Linked DNA regions of Ovis aries: region 1 is linked to region 2. The links are chromatin contacts, called in public Hi-C maps. All regions are on one chromosome and are shown on one strand. The core of a region is the stretch at or near the end of the contact, and the rest is flanking DNA. Distances in the headings are between cores, read along the strand shown. Region 1 overlaps LARP1 (La ribonucleoprotein 1, translational regulator). Region 2 has its middle 37 kb from the start of LARP1.

Region 1 (3,278 bases), core at 580-3,079, 120 kb after region 2:
CTGGGGGCAGGCAGGCACCGGCCTACCTCTGCTCACTGTCACCACTCTTGATTCTGCAGTTCCCACTGATGCCCTGGCCAACAAGCTGTTTGGTGCTCCCGAGCCTTCCGCTATCGCCCGCTCTCTACCAACCACTGTCCCAGAGTCGCCAAACTACCGCAATGCCAGGACCCCCCGCACACCCCGGACACCGCAGCTCAAAGATTCAAGCCAGACGTCACGGTTTTATCCAGTGGTGAAGGAAGGTCGAACCCTGGATGCTAAGGTGAGGTGTTGATGCTAAGCCGCTAAGTCTTGGGCTCACTTGACGGCCTTCCAGGGCTCCGCTTCTTCCCTTGTCTTGAGCTAAGAAAGTACCGCATCCCCCCGCCCTACCCCTCCCTGCTCCGGATTAGGCTAGTGGGCCCACTGGGATTGAGTGGCTCCATCTGCAGTGTGGAATGGGGTCTGGGAGTGGTGGCCCAAGCAGCCATGATAAGATCTAAGGAGAACTGACAGGTCCTTGAGCAGATCACATCACCCACAAGCCTCAGTTTTGTCACCTGTCAAGTAGGTGTGCCAGCTCCTCCTTACAGCTGTGGACAGCGCATGAGACTAGATATGAAAATGCTTTGTAAATTGTGAGATAACTCAGACTTTGGGAGGGTATCGTAATCTTACAAATACTTGATGCTTCTCAGAGTCATATGAGTATGACTGTATATTAACAAATCCCATACTGACCTTTGCAGACGCCTCGGAAAAGGAAGACAAGACACAGCTCGAACCCACCTTTGGAGAGTCACGTGGGCTGGGTGATGGATTCCCGCGAGCATAGGCCCCGGACTGCTTCCATCAGGTGTGGGCTGTGGGAAAGGGGGTCAGGCTGACTGCAGGGAGGGCAGCAGAGCTGTGACAGTGATGAGACCAAGACCTCTGGGGCCCTCATCCAAATCCAAAAAACCGGTAGTCTAGAGAGCTTAATCCAGATCCTGGGAAGAGGAAGGCTGCTTTCTGAAGTATGGTGGCTGCATGGCATTCTCATGGGAGGTTTGCTCAGTTGATTTCAGACATGCATATTTGCTGCCTCCCTCTGGATAGCTCGGGAGTTAAATAAAAGTACAGCTGTGTCTGCTGGATACAGCTTCTGGGGGTAGGGCCTGGATTCCTTTTTATTCTCAGGAAAATGACCCCAGTGTTCTGAATTCCAGAGCAGGTTTGGGAGCCATTGACCTATGCACTCTTATTTATTCCCTGCAAAGATAGATGGTGGTTTTGCAAAAAATATGGATGGGTTAACCCATTTCAGCTTGTTAAGGAAAGTTAAATGTTAACATGGGATAAATAAATAGCTAAAAGCTCAGGTTTGGTCATTGTACAGATCTGAGATGTTAAATATTAGCTCTGTGACAGGGCAAGACTCCCAGTCTCTGTAAGCCCCAATGTCCTCACTGTTAAAAAAACATCCAAAGGTTGGTTGAGTAAGTGAGACCCATGGATATAATAAGTGAGATCCATGCATATAGTTAATGAAGGGTCTAGTACAGTAGCTGGGCCTGTCTGTTACACTGAGAGGCTGGATGTTGAAGGCTGGAAGGCACCAGAGGGACCCCTGCTGTCTGATGGTTGGCTGCTCTAGGGAACCTGGTGACACTCTGTTTCATGGTCTCTGCAGCTCCAGCCCCTCAGAAGGCACGCCTGCAGTTGGCAGCTATGGCTGTACCCCTCAGTCGCTGCCCAAGTTCCAACATCCTTCCCACGAGCTGCTCAAGGAAAACGGCTTCACACAACACGTCTACCACAAGTATCGTAGGCGCTGCCTTAATGGTAAGAAGCACAGAGGGAGAGGGTGGAGCTTCCTGGGCCACTACTGAGATCCAGAGTAAGGGCTAGTGGAGCAGGTGACTGTTCTCTCTAGCCTCAGAGCAAGAAGTGACATAACATTATAGCAGGAAGGACTGAAGTTAGTTTTAGAATATAGGAGGCAAAGAGGATCTGGTGCTTAGAATATTCCTGTTCCTTGATTTTTCTCTATTGATCTTAAAAAAAAAAAAAATCCAGGAGTTTTCTTTCCTGTTTCTGATGAAACCATCAATGTTACAAACAAATATGCATGAGACAGCATATATTCTCCAGAAAGATGATGACCTGTGGACCAAATCCAGCCAGCAACCTGTCTTTGTACTGCCCTAGAGCTAAGAACAGTTTTTGTTTTAACATTTTTAAGTAGGGGTGGGGAGGGTGAGACTTTATGACAGAGACCGTATGTGACCTGCAAAGCCTAAAATATTTACTCTCTAGCCCCTTACAGAAAAAAAGATGGCTAACCCCTACTCTAGATGAGAATGTAAGGAGAGAACCTCTCTAGACACTCACATGTTTCCTTTTATCACAAAAGGAGATAACCTTTTAACTGTAGGCTTTTCTTAGGTTGTCTCTAAAGATGCTCATAGCCATGCGCACTTAGAGTTACTGGTCACTCAGCCTCCTTTTATTCAACAAAACATGGCTGCTCAATGCTTGATTCGTTAACCTTCCGTCTTCATGTTGTATGTGTGTGTAATAACAGCTTTAGTGTAAATACAGTTCACACTATATGATTCACCTGTTTGAAGTGTACAAACTCACTGGCTTTTAATATATTTGAGTTGTGCATCCATCACCAGAATCCATTTTAGAACATTTTGGTTACCTTAGAAGTAAGCCCTGTGCCCCTTACTAGTCATTCCCCCTCCCTCCACCTCCCCAACTCTTCCCAGACCTACACAACCACCAATCTGCTCGCTCTCTATGGATTTGACTTCATAAACATGGACTCATGACACGTGATCCTTTGTGACTGGCTTCTTTCCTTTAGTGTATAATTTCAAGGTTCATTTATGTTGTACCATGTATCAGTACTTAATGCCTTTTTATTATCAAACAACATTCCACTTTGTTTATCCATTCATCAGTTGGTGGACAAAATTTCTGCTTTGTCTTTTCATGAGTAGTGCTACTTTGAACATTCCTGTACATGTTTTTGTGTGGACATAGGTTTTCATTTATCTTGAGTGGAACCGTGTAATTCCCGGGTCATATAATAGGGTAGTTTTTGTAACCTTTTGAGGAATTGCTGCAAGACTGTTTTCCTAAGTAGCGGCATCATTTTATATTACTCACAGCAGTGTATGAGGGTTCTGATTGCTCCATATCCTCCTGACACTTACTAAGGTCTTCCTTTTGAGTATAGCCATCCTAGTGGGTGTGTAATGATATTCTGTAATGGTTTTGATTTTATTTGATATGGTTTTGATAGC
Region 2 (3,617 bases), core at 528-3,027:
TGGCAATTATTTACTGGATTGGAGTCGCGATAGGTTCCAACCCTGCAGCTTCTTGGCTTCCTAAGTGTTACTTCATCTCTCCGCGCCTCAGTCTTCTCATCTATAAAACCTTGCATGCACATGAGGCGTGCGGCCCAGGCTCAGCCCCCAGAGATCTCTCTCCATAACCATCAGGGTCTCCTGCCTTGTTGCGTAACTGCCTTTATTTTTCTTTTAACAATGCAACATGCACATCTCACCGTATTGGTGCCAAAGATGTAGCCCACTCCTGACAAATTCAAAGTTTTCCTTATATGTGTGAATTATCATTTATTTTTTTAACCAATTTGATTGTGGTATGATTTACATAGAGTAAAATGTACCCATTTTAAGAGAACAGTTCAGTGAGTTTCACAAATTTATATACATCCATGTAGCCACCACCGTCATCAAGACCTGGAACATTTCTGTCGCCCCCAAAATTCCCTCATGCCCTTTTGTTACCAATCTCTTGTCCTCATACCCAGCCCCAGGCAACCAATAAACTATTTCCTGTCCCTAGAGTTTAGATTTCCCTTTTCCAGAAATTTATTTGTTTACTTTTTGGCTGTGTCAAGTCCTAGGTGCAATACACGGGCTCTCTCGTTGCAATGCACAGACTCTCCGGTTGTGATGCAGGGCTCAGTAACTGCGGCAGGCATGCTGGCTCAGCGGTTGAACCCCCCAAGCTCAGTAACTCCATGGCTTGTGGGATCTTAGTTCCTTGACCAGGGACGGAATCTTGCATTGCAAGGCAGATCCCTAACCACTGGACCACCAGGAAAGTCCTCCAGAATTTCACTTTAATGGATAACACGGCAGGCACTCTTTGGGGCAAGGCTTCCTCACCAAGCGTGATGTTTCTGAGGCTCACCCATGTTGCTGTGTCCTGAGTTCATTGCCTTTCATTGCAGAAGAGTGTTTTACCGCTTCGATGTGTCAGTTTGGGTTTCCCTTCACCTGTTGAAGAACATTTGGATTATTTCCGTTTGGAACTATACTCTTATTTTTAAAGCTGCAGAGTAGAAGGACCTTAAGATTGTTTTCCAGGTGTTTATTGCTACCTTATACTGTAATGAGCAGCCCTACACATCTCTATGGTCATTATTGCCAGAGGAGGCTAGAGGCATAATAGAAAAGAATTTTTTAAACAGATCCTTTTGTTCCAGCTGGAATCCCAGAGGCCCAGACACAGCAGGCCATCTGCCCCAAATCACCCTGTGAATCAGTTACTATGCAGAGGTCAGGATCCAGCTCTGCCTTTACCCTCCTCTCCCTCGCAGAGAGTAGGGTAAATGCTCCACAAGGAACACCCCAGTGCATCTCCTCACGACGAGGATGGTGAAGGTGGTGGTGATGGTGTCCGTGTTGCCCACCAGCGCTCAGCGCTCGACGAGGATGGTGAAGGTGGTGGTGATGGTGTCCGTGTTGCCCACCAGCGCTCAGCGCTCGACGAGGATGGTGAAGGTGGTGGTGATGGTGTCCGTGTTGCCCACCAGCGCTCAGTGCTCAGCAGTGTCTCATGTGCTTTGCATGGATCTGCTCGTGTTAATCCATACAATACTTAACCGAAGGAGGTGAAATTATGTGTTCCCATTCTATAATTAAAGAAAATGAGGCATAGAGAGGCTAAGCATCTTGCCTGAGGTCTCAGAGCCAGGAAGTGGCAGAGTTGAGACTTGTACCAGACAGGGGAGCTCCAGAGCCACTGTCCTCAGACACATTGGCCTTAAATCCCTGCTGAGCAAGGCAAGTGGGATGTGCCATGGTGGCGCAACCCGAAGCAAACATCAGGCAATCTGGGCTTCGTGTTCCCAGCTTTGCTGTGTGGTGTGAGCCACCCCTTTCTGTCTCCGGGACTCAAGTTCCCCACCTACTAAAAGGGAAAGGGGGCAGTTGGGCAAGGCGGCTCCAGGATCGCTTGACAGTGTGGTTCTAGACTATTTTCTAGAGCCGGGAATACAGGAGAAGAGGGAGCTAGAGCTCGTGGTTTCGCTCCCCAAATGAGGTCAGGAGAGGCAGGTGGTCTGGAGGCTTTTCTAGGCTGGACTCTTGGAGGCCTGGTCTCAGGACACAGTGGCCAGGATGGTGACCTGAACAAGAGATTTGGCTTTTGTCCACTGAGGCAAGCAGGCCGGCCCTCTGGTCAGAGCATATTTCAGTGCTGACTTGGGCGCCTGAAGTCATGGAGTCAGCATCAGCAGATACCCAGCACTCGGGAGCACCACGCCCCGGGTTTGAGCCCTCCCTCGCCCTCCAGGCCACCTATCTCCTCACTGCCCTGGCCCCGGCCCTCAGGACCTGTACTCTAGGCACCCCTGCCTCTCTCTCCAGCCTCAGTGAAAACATATGCACAGCCCTGTCCTCAAGTTTATAGCAACAAAGGATGTATGCACTATCCACATTTATTGAGCACTGTTAATATTTACATGAATTAATATTTAATCTTCCCAAAGACCCTATGGTGCAGATAGCATATTATCACATTTTACAGAGGGGATGTCTGAAACTCAGAGAAGCTGAGAGCTTGGCCCCAGGTCAGACAGAATGCACACGTCAGAGCCAGGATGTGGGTCCAGACAGGCTGACCCTGAGCACACACTCTGTACCCACCTCACTACTTCGTTCTCCCTACCTAATGGCATCCCACAGCCTCTGGCTCCTTCCTGATACCATCCCTCTTACAACCATCCCTGTCCATCAGCCAGAGGTGGGAGAACAGTTTTGCTGTTAAGGACACAGTTCCTTAGAGGTGATGGTCTTGGGTTCAAATCCTGACAGCACCATTCACTGGTCGTGTGTCTCTGGGGGCAAGCCTCACAACCTCGCTGAGCCTCACCTTGATCCATTCGTGATTGCATGCCTGCTGCCGTGTCTGACTCTTGGTGACCCCACAGACTGTAGCCCGCCAGGCTCCTCTGTCCATGGGATTCTCCAGGCAAGAATACTGGAGTGGGTTGCCATTTCCTCCTCCAGGGGATCTTTCTGACCCAGGGATCGAATCAGTGTCTCTTGGTCTCCTGCCCTGGCAGGCAGGTTCTTCCCACTAGTGCCCCCTGGGAAGCCTGAGCCTCACTTTGGGCCTCTATCAAATACAAATGACAACCAGATCCACTTCATATAAATCATGAATGTAGACCACCGGTTCTCAAAGTATGGTCCAGGGACCCCTGAAGATCTCCAGGACGCTTTCAAGGGGATCCCGAGGTCACAGCTGTTTTCATTGTAAGACTAAGAGCTTTCACAATCTCATTCTCTCACGAGTATACTATGGAGTTTCCCAGAGGCAACGTGTCACGGTATTTCATAGCAGATAGAACGCAGACGCAGATGTGAGAAGCCAGCTGCTCTCTATTAAAGCAGACAATAAAGAGATTTGGAAAAATGTAAAGCAGTGCTACTCTTCACCCTAATTTTTTCCTAAAGTATGGTTATTTTTTATAACATGTATTTATGTTAGAGTGCTTAGTTATTTTTACATCATTGATATTTATTAAGTGTCTCAATTTCTATTTCTGATACAGTAAATGTTGATAGACATAAACACCATAAACAAAAAATCTTTGGGGTTCAGTGATTTTTAAGAGGGTCTTGAGACC

What was found. A called contact is a pair of places that touch in the nucleus more often than the background predicts.
Region 1: a Hi-C map of liver shows a contact between it and region 2, with 6 times the contacts expected there. The contact joins two enhancer-like sites. A contact is called at or near these places in 14 of 16 Hi-C or Micro-C datasets (blood, hypothalamus, liver and 6 more).

Annotation. Positions count from the first base shown.
Region 1 is chr5:63,785,957-63,789,234 of ARS-UI_Ramb_v3.0, forward strand. LARP1 (La ribonucleoprotein 1, translational regulator) reads left to right here. Exons shown (of 19, transcript XM_042250665.2): 13 at 60-265; 14 at 732-838; 15 at 1,655-1,806. Among named protein-coding and RNA genes, the nearest start is that of CNOT8, 37 kb to the right of the region's middle. Within about 2 kb of position 1,830, at least 3 of the 54 cell types and tissues checked have an H3K27ac peak or open chromatin away from gene starts, as enhancers often do. A contact at or near this core is called in liver, where this site is marked.
Region 2 is chr5:63,668,439-63,672,055 of ARS-UI_Ramb_v3.0, forward strand. No RefSeq gene overlaps it. Among named protein-coding and RNA genes, the nearest start is that of LARP1, 37 kb to the right of the region's middle. Within about 2 kb of position 1,778, at least 5 of the 54 cell types and tissues checked have an H3K27ac peak or open chromatin away from gene starts, as enhancers often do. A contact at or near this core is called in liver, where this site is marked.